Linked DNA regions of Podarcis muralis: region 2 is linked to region 1. Evidence: chromatin contacts called from public Hi-C data. All regions are on one chromosome and are shown on one strand. Each heading gives the region's core, a stretch centred on a gene start, on an enhancer-like site or on the middle of the called end of the contact. The rest is flanking DNA. Distances are from core to core; before and after follow the strand shown. Region 1 holds the start of STX12 (syntaxin 12). Region 2 holds the start of EYA3 (EYA transcriptional coactivator and phosphatase 3).

Region 1 (7,734 bases), core at 2,998-5,497:
AAGCAGCAATAAAGCAAGTAAGTGACAGTGCAAAGGTTAAATCTAAAATAAAAAGGGAGGTAGGTAGGGGAGAAGCACACAGACACACTTACTTGGGAGTCCTATTGTAGCCTTCACTGACCTAGTGCTCTCTAAATACCTTGTGGAACAACTCATATCAGCCCCACATAACAGCCAACAACCATGTTCAGCCAACATGGCCAATCGGGGTTGTAGACCCAAATAACTAGAGAGCATCAGATTAATAAATCATATCCCACTGAATTCAATGGAACTGACTTCTTGTAAAATTCCACAGGAATGGGCAGGAAGTCTTTCTTTGGAACTTAATATTAATATATATTTCAGTGACTTCCTTCCTTTTTTTCTTGTACAAATTAGCAACTTTTTGAAAGACGATTTGAGCTGAGGTAGAGACAGGTTCAAAGACAGAGACAGGAAGAGAACTATTCTGCATTCACATTTCAAAACTGTTCAGTCCCAGGTTGATGCTTATTTTGGCCTTATGTCAGTAAACCACAGAACAGATAATTAAATCAGACATAATAAACACCTTCTGAGAGTTATAAGCAAATACAGTATATATAGTCCTAACACTCACGACTTGCTTGTGCTAGGTTGCGAACATGATGAGATCAAGCTAGTCTGTAACAATGCTTAAATAAAGCCCGAAAATATCAAAAATATTGCAATTGTGAATTACTTGTGCAGAATCAAAGAACAGTTGTCTTGAATATTAGTCTGGCAGAGCATGCACATTTGACTGTGTTTCAGAATAACACTAAATCCTGGTTTAGTGTTAGGTGGACAAATCTCTATGAACCCAAGAAAGTGTCATACTCGCATGCTGCTGCTCCCCATCTTATGGCTACATGGGATGGGAAGCATGCAAGCCAAACACTTTGTGCTCACAGAGGCTCATCAAACCACAGTTTAGCATTATGTGCAAACTGGGCCACAGCTTCCTAATCAATTAGCTTCAGAGTGTGGCTGCAGTTCAGCTACAAGTCTGCTCAGAAGATGTGGATTATCTAGGCCAATTTCAGTCCAGCTTCAAGTCCAGGTATAACACCTAAAGTGCACTGGACACCTAGGTGGCAGAAGGGCAGGAGGATGGCAACCCCGCTGGTTCTCTTACTCTCAGCAGCTTTTGATACCATCAACCAAAGTAAACCCCTTGAGTGATTCGGTGAGTGGGAAGTAGACAATACCATGTTACAGTGTGTCGGCTCCTAGTACCGGGACTGTTTCCTGGGAACAGCATCAGGCAATTGTTGCTCAATGCCGTAGAAGTTGACCTGTGGTTTCCTACAGGGTTCAGTTTTGTCCCCCTGGCTGTTTGACCCCAAATGGAGCCACCCAGTGTTTGAAACTCCCATTGTTCTAGGCACATTTTGCACCAGGGAATTTCATTAGCACGAGTAGTTTCTGAGTTCTGGGCGCAATACTGTGCCTAAGATTTCAGATTAAAACTGCAGAGTGGAAGGAAAGGAGGACCTTTTCTGCCTCACACTGAACACCTTAACCTGATCTTATATAGTTTTATTGTGATATATTGCTTTGTTTTTGTGTGCCTTGGTAATAGCTGCTTCGGGCATTTTTTGATAGAAAGATGAGAAACATATGTAACAAATAATTTATTTACTAAAATATTTATACACCATTATTTATATTAAAAAATCAGAGTGGTTTACAATATTAAAAAATAAAACATGGGATGCATCTGGGGAAAGGGCACTTGGTTTTTTTCTAGCATACTTCTCATGCTCCCAGTAATGAACTACAGAGGCAAAATGTAACCTCTGGAGATTGTTCTATATATATACATACCAATATCAAAGCAGACGCAAATGTTACTAAAGGTAGCTAATTCTTGAAACTAACTGCTTATGCAAATTGTCTACTCCCCCCCCCCCCGCCCTTATTTAGCGCCACAGCATCTAAGATCAGGACTAGTGGAAAGGGTGCAGTGCAGTAGAGTGGGAGCTGCAAGATTATTTTTTCCCAGCCACAAAAGTAGTACAGTGGACGCTTGGGTTGCAAATGTGATCCGTGCGGGATGCACATTCGCAACCCGCATCTGCGCACACACGGGCTGCGATTTGGCGCTTCTGTGCACGCGCAAAGCGTGATTTAGCGCTTCTGCGCATGCGCGACTGCCTAAACCCGGAAGTAACCCGTTCCAGTACTTCCGGGTTTCGGTAGTCCGCAACCTGAAAAACGCAACCTGAAGCAGCTGTAACCTGAGGTATGACTGTAGCTGTGCTCCTCTCTACATTTCCACTTCAGACGTTAATTTATACATAAAAATTGGAAAGTCTTTCAAAGCTCAAGAAGTCTGTCCTTCCTTCCTTCTGTAGGGTTTCTAAATGGGAGCAGGAGAATGGGATCTATGTATATTTTCTAGGCACTGTTGTCAGACTTAAGACTGGGTGAGCTCTAGGCATAAATAAAAGTCAAAGAAACAACATGGCAAATAGGTCTCTTAGGGCCCATCCCGATTTGCCCACAAAATCCTCGTTTTACATAAGGGCTTTGTCCTCTTACAATCTATACTTGAACAGTTTATATTCTGATGTGATTTTAACCCAGAGTTTTGGCATCCATTCTCCCTGTTTTCCACTATATGCTGTTTCAAGCAACCCCACCTCTGAAGAAGTTGCTTCATATTAAAAAAAAAAAAGAGAGAGAGAACCAAAGATGCCCCAAGCTGACAGGGGCACTTTTAAAAGGAAGCATATGTCCTTTTTGGATTTTTGAAAGACAGGGAAACTTCAGATTTAGGAAGGAAAAAGTTTGGGACAGCAGCTCTCTCTGGTGATGATTGTATAGATGAGGGGGAATTAAATGGTACATATTCCATATTAAGATAAGGTTGGATGGGCCCTTACTAACTAGACTCAAGACAATTTCAGAGACTGTTCTTGCCTTCCTCAAAAGCACTTTTGTGTAGCTGGAAACAATATATAGAGACTGTTACGCAGTGATCACATGCAAGTGTATTTTGCTACATGTACACATAGGGAAACCAGAAGAGATGTCAATGGTTTGGCAGAATTAAGACACACAATGAAATACATAACCACAGGGCCATTATATTCTATATGCAGGTCACACCTCTTGACTACAATGAAGTGATCGCCTTTTAGTCAACAAAGAACACGTGAAGCGGCCTCAGTGATATTTAGAATTGTTAGGAACCTATTAGGTGAAGCATGGGCAAGGTAGCAATGAGCAGAGATTGACTCATCCCTTTGCAATAATTCTCCCACTCATACTGAATATGAATAATGAGACTGCCTGTGGCTTTAACTTCTTCTTTTTTTATAAATACAGATCTTGCTTCCTCTTGTTTATGTTGGTCTACTGTGTTTTTTGAAAGCAATACTTTATGATGCAGACCAAACCAAATAAATAAAAGAACCCTTAGGACAGAAACACGAAGGAAAGGGGTGTGTGTGGGGGTGTAGATAAGGGGGGGGGGGACGGACCTATTGGGGGAAAAGTGGGCCTTTAAAAAAAAAAGAGAAAGCCATGGGGGTGAGTGATTATAATGGCTTTCTATCGGTTTTAAATACTGTCTTTAATAGACCATCGGGGCAGAGAGCGGGCAGTCCCTGCGGATTAAAGTTCGCTAAAAGGGGGCCCTTGGAACTGCCTGCCACTGCAGCTAAAGGAATCAAGTTTACAGAAGGTCGAAAAATTGCCTTAGGGAGCTGTGAGCCGCCTTGAACGTATTGTAAACGGAAAGGCGGGATCTTAAAAGGGAAAAAAAGACGAATCTGAGGAGGATAAGGCGGCGTTGAGAGGTGGAACCCATGACAGGGGGGCGGTAACAGAGATTGTTTAGGCGGCCGGGGGACAGAATTCAGGAGGCCTGAGGGGACAAGACTTAAGACACAGCGGGTCGTGTGGGGAAGGGGAGGAAGCGGTTTTCACTCACTGCATTGTGCCAGGCGCTGTACATTGGTGCTGCAGGTCTGGATAATGGCGCTGAAGTCCCGGGGCGGAAGCCCCCCGGGCCGGTACGTCTCTAACGGGCCGTACGACATGGCCGAGCCTGAAACCCGGACAGAAAACGAAAGAAGGGAAAACACACGATAAACAACACGGGATCTGTGTCAGGGTCAGCCGAATCTGACTAGCGCCGCTTCCGCCGCCTTCACGAAGACGCACGCGCAAAGGACAAGGCCCTGCCTTCTTTTCCCCTGCTCCGCGCAGGCGCGGGAAAGAAATGCGCGCACCCGCCCCGCAAGTGACAGCCTGCGACGCGACCTGCCCTCGGCTTCCCCTTTCCTAGGCGGGTTCTGCGCGTGCGTCGCGTTCCCCTCCTCGCCCCGCCCAGCAAGACGCGCGCGGCCTGAAAAAAAATGGAGGCTGGGCGTCATGGCAACGGGATGCGGCTCGGAGATGTCGCTGCTTTGGGGCAGGCCGCAACCGCGGACGACGCCTTTGTAGTGAATGTACTGTACGTCCAAGGGCGGATATAGGGGGCCCCATGGAGCTGCTTCCGCACCCGTTAATATGCAGAAATACACATTGCCCCTTTTGCGCCCCGCTCGTGCATTATTTTTCTGGTGCCCCCACAGATTATGCGGGCGGCCCTTGGCTTCAGCTGCGCCTTGCCAGGCATTTTTTTATAAGGCTCCTCTCCAGGTCAAAAGCACGATTATCCGTATGATATAAAAGATGCCTGCTTCTTGGGAGAAAGGCGATGACAAAACCTAGACAGCATCTTAAAAAGCAGAGACATCACCTTGCCAACAAATGTCCGTAAAGTTTTCCCTTTAGTGATGTATGGAAGTGAGAGCTGGGCCATAAAGAAGGCTGATCACCGAAGAATGGATGCTTTTGAATTATGGTGCTGGAGGAGACTCTTGAGAGTCCCATGGACTGCAAGAAGATCAAACCTATCCATTCTGAAGGAAATCAGCCCTGAGTGCTCACTGGAAGGACAGATCGTGAAGCTGAGGCTCCAGTACTTTGGCCACCTCATGAGAAGAGAAGACTCCCTCGAAAAGACCCTGATGTTGGGAAAGATTGAGGGCACAAGTAGGAGGTGACGACAGAGGACGAGATGGTTGGACAGTGTTCTCCAAGCTACCAACATGAGCTTCACCAAACTGCAGGAGGCAGTGGAAGACAGGAGTGCCTGGCGTGCTCTGGTCCATGGGGTCACGAAGAGTCGGACATGACTAAACAATTAAACAACAACAAACAACAACATATTTTCCTGGGGGTAACTGTCGGTGTATGCAGTGAGCCCTGCTTCCAGATCAACGTGCACCGGATTGCATCTCTGGCACGAAATTCTGTGCATGCTCCTTGAGAGGCAAGTTCCACTGTGCTCAGAGGAATTTGCTCCCAGGTGAATGTACATAGGATTGCATCGGCACAAGAATCCTCTGCAAATTTACTGAGAAACAAGATTGTTTATTCTAAGTACTGACATGCGTTAGCAGTGAGTTCAGCAAGGCTTCCTCGGAAGTAGGCTTGGGCAGGATAGCAGCCTATCCAGCACATTTCATTATAAGTTTAATTAATTGGAAATCCCACTATATTCAGGATGGTGCGCATTGAATTGCTGCCTTCGGTGTAATATTGCACTATTAGTTGTTGCTGCAGAAACAATAGTCCATAGTACAGTGATACCTTGCAAGACGAATGCCTCGCAAGACAAAAAACTCACTAGACGAAAAGGTTTTTTGTTTTTTGAGCTGCTTCGCAAGACGATTTTCCCTATGGGCTTGCTTCGCAAGACGGAAACGTCTTGCAAGTTTGTTTCCTTTTTCTTAACACCGTTAATACAGTTGCAACTTGACTTCGAGGAGCAACTTATAGAACGCGGTGTGGTAGCCTTTTTTGAGGTTTTTAAAGACTGGCGATTTTTGAAGCTTTTCCAAAACTTTCCCGACACCATGCTTCGCAAGACGAAAAAAATCGCAAGACGACAAAACTCGCGGAACGAATTAATTTTGTCTTGCGAGGCACCACTGTACCTTTAATAGTTTGACAGTGGCATCAGAAGTTTTTGTGAGCTAGTGTCAAATCATATTCATGAAGTGGCAGATACAGTATATGCTTGCATGGGGAGTTGTAAAACAGAGCCAAAAAGGTAATAAAATGTGAGAGGTGCAGTCATTACTCATGCAAATTGGAAGGCACAGAAGTCGTCGTTTCCATTTGGCTCCACCTGTTCATAATTTATGTATTTATATATCTGCCAACTGAATGCATCTGATGTGGTGGACTCTGGTCCATGAAAGCTTATGCCACAATAAATCTGTTGAGTCTTTAAGATGCCCCCAAATTCACTGTTAACTGGTTGTATCTGTTGTATTGCAAGGCTTAATTTATAGCAGCACTTAGCCCTAGAATCTCTTCTTAGGGATCAGCTCTATGATACGTGATATAATAATAAAAAAATGAGCGTATAGAGATGGGAAACCTGTTGGATTCCAAATCCCATCAGCCACAGCCAGCATGGGCAACCGTCAGGGAAAATGAGAATTCTACTCCAGCAACATCTGGATTGCCACAGTAACTGCACTGGCCCGACAGCACTGGCTGCCAATTAGTTTCCAGGCCCAATTTAAAGTGCTGGTTTTGACCTATAAAGCCTTAAACGGCTCAGGACCGTAATACCTCAAGGACCACCTCTCCGCATATGAACCAGAAAAACAAAAACAAAAACAAAACCTCAAAGCAGTTTACAGGAAAACAACAAAATCAATTAAACTCCTCCATGAGAGGTCCAGAGGGTGGCAACATGAGATCATGCCTTTTCTGCAGTGGCTGCCCCTTTGTGGAGATTCACCTGGCACCTTCGTTATATATCTTTCAGCATCAGCATTTTTCTCCCAGACTTTTGGGCCATTAAGCAATCTGGCCTTTTAAATGGGTGTATGTTTGTTACTATGTTACATATTTTTGTGCTTTTTATGTTATAACAGCTCTGTGATCCTTGGATGAAGGGCGGTATAGAAATTTAATACATAGTAAAGTAATAATTCAATAGAGTACTTTTCTTTCATCAGACTGGGATTCTCAAGCACTGGCAGACCCAATTTATAAACACACAATGAAGTTGTGTTCAGACAATCACATCTCAGCTTAATTAGCCAAGAGGATCTGCTTGACTCTAAGCTGGTCTCAGTGCTGTCATGTGGTGGCATCAGCACCCATTTATACACCAATTTGGTCCAACTTGGGCTTAGTCATTCTGCTACCCCCCCCCTGCGAAGATGAAGCCATGGCTGTGTCACTCTCCAGTGTGCGGGGTGGGTTGCTGAAATATACTCAGAGTTGAGTATGGATTTCATGCTCTTTATTCAGCTCATAGTAGTGAGGAATGGAAGTTCCCCCAAAATGTCTGCTTTATATACATTATTTACACAGTGGGCGCCACATGATTGGCTAATTCCGGGATTCTCCTGTAGGCCAATCAGGTTGCGACTTCACTTCCACCTGGAGTTGGATTGGGTGGCTCCTGTGGACCAATCATACTACTGCATTCTGGATCCTATTGTTCTAGGACCAATCAGACTGCTGCATTCTGAATCCTATTGTTCTAGGACCAATCAGACAGCAGCAATTTGGATCATATTCAACTCAGTACATAACAGTTGGGTAGGATTGCATCCTAACTGTTATGTAGCCTTATTTTGAACTGTTTGTATGATTCCTTTTAATTGATTTTATCCACTCTATGCTTTTTTTGTAATCTTTATGTGC
Region 2 (7,734 bases), core at 2,689-5,188, 140 kb before region 1:
CTGGTCCCTACCCAAATAGATTATCCATTTTTCCGCTTGGCAAACCATAGCATCAATGAAACGGCACTCAGAAGTAAAAGTGAGAAGCCACTATAAACACCATGCTTATTCACTGCATATACAGAAACTATGCTAACACCATACTATCATGGAAAGCCTGGAAAGCTGTATACCTGTTGCTTGTCTGTAGTTTCATTAATAAAAACGACAGCTCTAACTATTATAGCTATTCAGCACTGCTACTTTCAGCCCAGTGGGCATGTCTGTAGATTTTTTTGGTGTAGGATCATTTTGAGGGTCACACTAGTACAGATGTGGGGAAAAGAATAGCAGATTCTAGGCTAGGGACCTTTACCCATGGGCTGAGAACACCAGAGAGGGGCAGGAAAACATGAACAGGATGGGAGACAGACGACCACCAAGTGGAATGTCTGGGATGTGGAAGAGCTACACTGCAGCTTCTGGGTCCACTAGAGGATGAACCCTCACACTTCCTCCTGCTGTCAAATCCAGGGAGATTTGAGCACTGAAACCCAAACCCAAGCTTCCTCAATAGAACAGGAAGGCTGAATGACATTGTAGGGCAAGGATGGGGAACTTGTGGTCCTTGAGATGTTGTTAAGAGTTCAATGCCAATTGATCCCAGCCAGTAAGGCTAATGGTCTGAGATTATAGGAAGCCCAAATTTGGAGGGTCATAGGTTGTCGACCTCTGTTCTAGGGAACTCTATGGTCAGGAGACCTGGTTAATTCAATCCCTTAAAGGAGAGACCCTCTGTGAATATAAAATTGTCCAATGATGTTGGGGTGGGGCTCACCAATGTATGATGAAAGGAGAGAAAGTGGAGAGCCAAATGCATACCGTCTAACATTTCACAGATGGAAATACAGACATGATTGCAATACTCATAGAGCCACATAAAGGTTACTACTGCAGTGTCCCTACGTTATACACTGGTGCTCTATGCTGCTTGCTGAATCTGTCTATTATGCGGTAGCTTTGTCCCAATGGATTTAAGAGCCAATAATGTGATTATTCTTGAAGTTAACAGTATACTATTATCCTCCAATGTATCGTCAACAATTCGAAACACAGCCCAGCAGCTTCAATGGGTGAAATCAACCCTCAGGGGGGAAGTGGAACCTGAGTAGCAACTCACATTAACATGTTAACATATTTACTCATCATTTTATTATATATATTCTTTGAGTTCTTTCAGAAGTAAAGTGTTATTAAATCAACCAATAGGTTTATTTGAACCAGGCAGAGGGGAATGGAAGGATAGGAAGATAAGAACCAGAAGGGGGCAGCACAGGCGAGAAAATCAAATACCAGGAAGCTTAAAAAGCAACAGATGTTTTTGTTGCACAAAGGGCCAAGTACTTTCTTAACAAAGAGCCAAATATAGCAGGTTAGGTGGTGCAAGATGAGACAGTTCTTGCCGGGAGTGTCTGAGGAAACGGTGGTTGCTACTTCGGCCACACGCAACCAGGACTTAACATCCTCATCTAACCCTTTGCTGTTCAACAAGACCATTGCAGGAGGTGACCTCTGATCTTGGTTTCAGCAATCTACAGGATAGAAATGTTCTCCATCCCAAGAGCTGTGGGGAAAGTATCTATAATATGTCCATATCATAATAGAAAGGGGTTTTGGCTTTTGCTCTCAAACTTTTTATTTCGGAAAGGTTTTGGGGGTTTTTTTTGGTATAAACTTTCTGTATTATTACAGAACAAGCCTTACCATCCTAATACATCAGAGCACATCAGTAGCCTCACAGTAATAAAATCAAAAAAGAAAAAGAAATGCAAGAAAGCAAAGTGGCTGTCCAATGAGGCCTTACAAATAGCGGGAGAGAGAAGGCAAGCAAAATGCGAGGGAGATAGTGAAAGATACAGGAAATTGAATGCAGATTTCCAAAAAATAGCAAGGAGAGACAAGAAGGCCTTCTTAAACGAGCAATGCAAAGAAATAGAGGAAAACAACAGAATGGGAAGAACCAGAGATCTGTTCAAGAAAATTGGAGATATGAAAGGAACATTTCGTACAAAGATTACCATAATAAAGGACAGAAATGGTAAGGACCTAACAGAAGCAGAAGACATTAAGAAGAGGTGGCAAGAATACACAGAGGAATTATACCAGAAAGATATGGATGGCTTGTATACCCCAGGTAGTGTGGTTGCTGACCTTGAGCCAGACATCCTGGAGAGTGAAGTCAAACGGGCCTTAGAAAGCACTGCAAATAACAAGGCCAGTGGAAGTGATGGTATTCCAGCTGAACTATTTAAAATTTTAAAAGATGATGCTGTTAAGGTGCTACACTCAATATGCCAGCAAGTTTGGAAAACTCAGCAGTGGCCAGAGGATTGGAGAAGATCAGTCTACATCCCAATCCCAAAGAAGGGCAGTGCCAAAGAATGCTCCAACTACTGCACAATTGCACTCATTTCACACGCTAGCAAGGTTATGCTTAAAATTCTACAAGCAGGCTTAAGCAGTATATGGAGCGAGAACTCCCAGAAGTGCAAGCTGGATTTCGAAAGGGCAGAGGAACCAGAGACCAAATTGCAAACATGCGCTGGATTATGGAGAAAGCTAGAGAGTTTCAGAAAGACATCTACTTCTGCTTCATTGACTATGCAAAAGCCTTTGACTGTGTCGACCACAGCAAACTATGGCAAGTTCTTAAAGAAATGGGAGTGCCTGATCACCTCATCTGTCTCCTGAGATATCTCTATGTGGGACAAGAAGCTACAGTTAGAACTGGATATGGAACAACTGATTGGTTCAACATTGGGAAAGGAGTACGGCAAGGCTGTATATTGTCTCCCTGCTTATTTAACTTATATGCAGAATTCATCATGCGAAAGGCTGGGCTGGATGAATCCCTAGCCGGAATTAAGATTGCCGGAAGAAATATCAACAACCTCAGATATGCAGATGACACAACCTTGATGGCAGAAAGTGAGGAGGAATTAAAGAACATCAAAAAAACGAAGATCATGGCCACTGGTCCCATCACCTCCTGGCAAATAGAAGGGGAAGAAATGGAGGCAGTGAGAGATTTTACTTTCTTGGGCTCCATGATCACTGCAGATGGTGACAGCAGCCACGAAATTAAAAGACGCCTGCTTCTTGGGAGGAAGGCGATGGCAAACCTAGACAGCGTCTTAAAAAGCTGAGACATCACCTTGCCAACAAAGGTCCGTATAGTAAAAGCTATGGTTTTCCCAGTAAAATCCAACCTGCCAAGGGTTTCAGAATGGCTTGTGTAGGCTGACTAATAATAAAAATAAGAGTTCTTATATACTGCCCTATGTCCTAAAGCAAACCAGGGCAGTGCACAACGTAATAAAAATTGCATGCATGCATTTATGCTTAGTACAATCGGCTGCGTGCACACCAACTATCTAAAGCTCACGACTTCACACAAGGAATCCTGGGAACTGCAGTTCACACTCGAGAGTTCTACCTCCCACCACTCTTGAACTACAGTTCCCAGGATTCCCTTGAGGGAATCGCACGGCGTGCAGGCAGCCGCTGCGGCGGGCGACACCTAGGGGCGGAGACGAGTAACGCCGCCACATCTGCAAGCGAACGGCCGCTGGTTCCCCGCCGCCCTTTGCTAACCTTTGGCGAAGGTCGGGTCCGCAAAAAAGCGGCGCATACGCTGTAATTAACCGGCCTCTTCAGCGGGGAGCGAAGGCAGGCGAGGCCAAGCGGGCCGTTGCTTGACAGTCACGCAGCCCAAGCCTCATGCTCCTCTCTTCCCCCGCCCCCGGCTACCAACGGTCACTTTGAAAGACAGAAACGAAGCGCCATGTGGGGGTGGGGGAAGAGAGAAGGACTCGCCTCAGAGAAGCCCATAGCAAAGATTCGGCCAACCAAATCCCCGCTTTCCCCTCTCGTCACTTCCGGCACAGAACTTCCGCTTCCGGGTGTGAAGCCTAGCCGAGGTTTGCCGAAGCGGGTCTCGGTTCCTTCCTTCCCTCCCTTTCCTTTTTTCTTCCTTTCTTCCCTGAGAGTCCGGTCCGTCGCCGCTGCCATGTCGCCCAGTGCTGAGGTCGGCCGCGCAAACGACTCGTCACGGTGAGAGGGGAAAGAGCTCTTACTCCGCCTCCTTTCCTCCGCCCTCCCCCCCCACCTCACCCGCTCCGCTTTCCTCTCGCGCGATCGGCTCGCGGTCGGTGGGCGTGGCCCGGGCAGCTGTTGGCGTGGCTCCTCCCCCCTCGCTCGCCGGTTACCTTGTCAGTCAGCGCAAGGAGGGAGGGAGGGAAGGAGAGCGGTGGGAGGGAGAGCTGCTCGCTCCCAGGAACGGCGTGGCGGACCTGTGGAACTCACTGCCACATCATGCGTGTGACGGCTTTAAAACATGGGCAGAGAAGCTGTGGCCCTGCAGATGGTGTCGCGCTACAGCTCCTCAGCAGCCGTGACCGTTGGGCGGGCTTGCGGGAATTGGAGGCTGATGAAGGCCGCAGGTTTCTCACTCCTGCAGCTAAAGCATACTTCGAATGTCACACGGTTGATAGGGGTTTTTTGGAGGTCAGACGAGAGTCACAAAGGTGAAGAAGGTGTGTGGTCCTCTGAAAGGAGGGGGAGGACACAGCAACGGCATTGCTTTGCATTGTGATTTTTGGTGGCTTAAATCGAGCCACCATGTTCAGGGGCAGTGTATCTGAATACCATGTGACTGTGGCGATGCACCCAGGTGGAGGAAGGGCTGTTATTTTCAGGTCCTGCTTGTGCAACCCACCCACCCCTGGCAATATCTGGTTGGCCAGTCTGGATTCTAGGCTAGATAAGAATTTTGGACTGATCTTGAAGGACCTCTTATTTAGGGGTAGTTGGGTCCCTGAGGAAAATCGCTGTGGGTTAAACCACAGAGCCTAGGACTTGCCGATCAGAAGGTCAGTGGTTCGAATCCCTGTGACGGGGTGAGCTCCCGTTGCTCGGTCCCTGCTCCTGCCAACCTAGCAGTTCGAAAGCACGTCAAAGTGCAAGTAGATAAATAGGTACCACTCCGGTGGGAAGGTAAACGATGTTTCTGTGCGCTGCTCTGGTTCGCCAGAAGCGGCTTAGTCATGCTGGCCACATGACCCGGAAGCTGTACGCCGGCTCCCTTGGCCAGTAAAGCGAGATGAGCACGGCAACCCCAGAGTCGGCCACGACTGGACCTAATGGTCAGGGGTCCCTTTACCTTTATCTTAAAAGAAGATATGAGTCTAATAATATAGGACTCATGACAAGTAAAATGTCAGCTCAGAGGTCATGCTGTTGTAGTTGTTGGGCCTTTTCTCTGGTGGTCTGTAGCTTTACAGTGGTACCTCGGGTTAAGAACTTAATTCGTTTTGGAGGTCCGTTCTTAACCTGAAACTGTTCTTAACCTGAAGCACCACTTTAACTAATGGGGCCTCCCACTGCCGCCATGTGATTTCTGTTCTTATCCTGAAGCAAAGTTCTTAATCCGAGGTACTATTTCTGGGTTAGTGGAGTCTGTAACCTGAAGCGTTTGTAACCCGAGGTACCACTTATTTGTTCACTGCTGATTTGAAAGGGGAGAGGGGTGGTTGGAAGTAGTAAGTGAAGCTGGAAAACGTGAATGGAATCAAAACAGGAATGGTCCATGCTTCTGTATTTGAGATAGGGAAACCTGTGGCCATTTAAATGTGCATGTGTTGGTCACAGTTGATGGAGTTGTGCATCTGTTTTGCCATTTATGTACCCCAAGTTAATTTCAACTCCCAAGTGTGTGTTTTTGATTGCCCTTGTGTGGACTCTGGGAATCTCAATTTGTTGAAAAGATTCCTGAACCTGGGCACAAATGGGCAGTGGTAGAACAGTTGTGGCAAAATGCTGTATGGTACTGGTATTTCACCACATGACGATCTTTTAAATCAACTATACTGGATCCAGAACTGCAATGGGAATAATACCAGGAATAACACTTCAAAAATACCTGGCATATCAAAACATTTTTAAGACATCCCTAGGAAGGGATACAAAATGGGATGATACATGTCGCTGAACCAACTTCCTATTGCTATTTGAAGAAAAAGGTACATATGTCAGACCTGAACCAGAAAAATAATTAATTTTAAACCCTAATGGCTACAAAAGGTATTGGAGCTCCATCATGGACTTGCTCTGCCAGCAGAGGCATTCTAACAGTTGTGACATACCACTGTCACTCTAGTATTATTTATTTTATTCATTCAACTGCTAAAATGTTACAGGAACAGGCAATTCTTGTAAGTTCAGCTTGGGTAATGTAATCTTCAAGCATTAACCTGTAAGACTGTTCTGAGATCTGAAGTACGTGCTTGTAATAGGAGTGGGGAATGTGGTTTGATGCCTATTCCTGGATTTCAAAGTTATTTGCAGAAGATAAAATAAAAGGCATCTTTCTTTTAAATTAGATTGTTGAGAGGAATAAAAGTGGAGTGAAGAGATAAAGATTGGGGGTACAAGCATACATCGTTCTTACATCTTCACATATATTGCTCCTTATGAGACTGTGGGTGCAATTGCAAGCAGCCCAGCCACATGGGGGAAAGAAGCCCCTTGCTGCCCCTCTTTTGGCCATGGGAGTGGAACTGGCTAGGGTTTTACCCCTCCAACTCCTGCACCCAGAGTTTGTCTGGTTTAATTGACTGCAGAATAATAATAATAATAATAATAATAATAATAATAATAATAATAATAATAATTTTTTATTTGTATCCTGCCCTCCCTGACCAAAGCCGGGCTCAGAGCGGCTAACAACAAGTAAAAATAGCACAGTGTACATAAAATCACACAGTCAATTAATTAAAATATATTCTTAAATCAATTCAGAATCAAATTAATGGCAACCATTGAGTTAGAGTTCTATGAGGATTACAGAAGGGGTCAGACTGTGCCTTGGCCGAAGGCTTGGTGGAACAGCTCCATCTTGCAGGCCCCGTGGAAAGATGTCAAGTCCTGCAGGGCCCTAGTCTCTTGTGACAGAGCATTCCACCAGATCGGGGCCACAGCCAAAAAAGCCCTGGCTCTAGTCGAGGCCAGCCTAACCTCCCTGTGGCCCAGGATCTCCAAGATGTTTTTATTTGAAGACCTTAAGGTCCTCCATGGGACATACCAGGAGAGGCGGTCCCATAGGTAAAATATAACTTTTATATGCACGGGGGAACCAAAAAAGTAGTGACTCACTTTACTGCAAAAATCTGCTTTACTGTAGTGATCTAGAACTGAACCAACAATATATTCTCTGAGGTATACTTGTAGTTTTTGTGGGAAAGAACAGCTCAGTTCTGGGATTGAAAACAAATTCCTGTCCTGAGCATGTAACCAGAGGTACCCTGTTTCTTAATTCTAGGAATATTTCTCCCCTCGGCTATATTTTTACACCTGGTTTCAGTTGGTGGATCTTGAGGGTCTAATAAAAACAACAGCAAAAAGAAAATAGTTCCTGCAGCAGCAGAAAGAAAGACCCAGAAGCTAACTATGAAGACTCAGGTAAAATAACTGAGTAATGGTGGCCATTTGTGTACATGATCTTGCATGCTATATAGACAGACCTGGATTCCTTTGAAATCTGGGTTAGCTAGGAGATTGTAAGGTACACCTGACAATGCTTATGGTGTAGTGGAGCATTCACACAAATGGTCACAATGTTAAACACAACCACCCCATCATAGAATTGTGGAGTTGGAAGGGACCCCAAGGGTCATCTAGTCTAACCCCCTGCAATGC

What was found. Hi-C and Micro-C count contacts between places; a contact is called where the count stands out from the background.
Region 2: a contact with region 1 is called in a Hi-C map of tail, with 3 times the contacts expected there. The contact joins the promoter of EYA3 here to the promoter of STX12 in region 1. A contact is called at or near these places in 2 of 3 Hi-C or Micro-C datasets (blood and tail).

What each region holds. Positions count from the first base shown.
Region 1 is chr7:71,549,099-71,556,832 of rPodMur119.hap1.1, reverse strand. STX12 (syntaxin 12) reads right to left here and starts at 4,247. Exons shown (of 9, transcript XM_028742754.2): 1 at 3,944-4,247. The coding sequence starts at 4,052.
Region 2 is chr7:71,693,643-71,701,376 of rPodMur119.hap1.1, reverse strand. It overlaps EYA3 (EYA transcriptional coactivator and phosphatase 3), which reads left to right and starts at 3,938. Exons shown (of 18, transcript XM_028742737.2): 1 at 3,938-4,092. It overlaps LOC144328458 (a long non-coding RNA gene), which reads right to left and starts at 3,773. Exons shown (of 2, transcript XR_013393731.1): 1 at 3,634-3,773. It overlaps PTAFR (platelet activating factor receptor), which reads left to right. Exons shown (of 3, transcript XM_077932066.1): 3 at 1-225.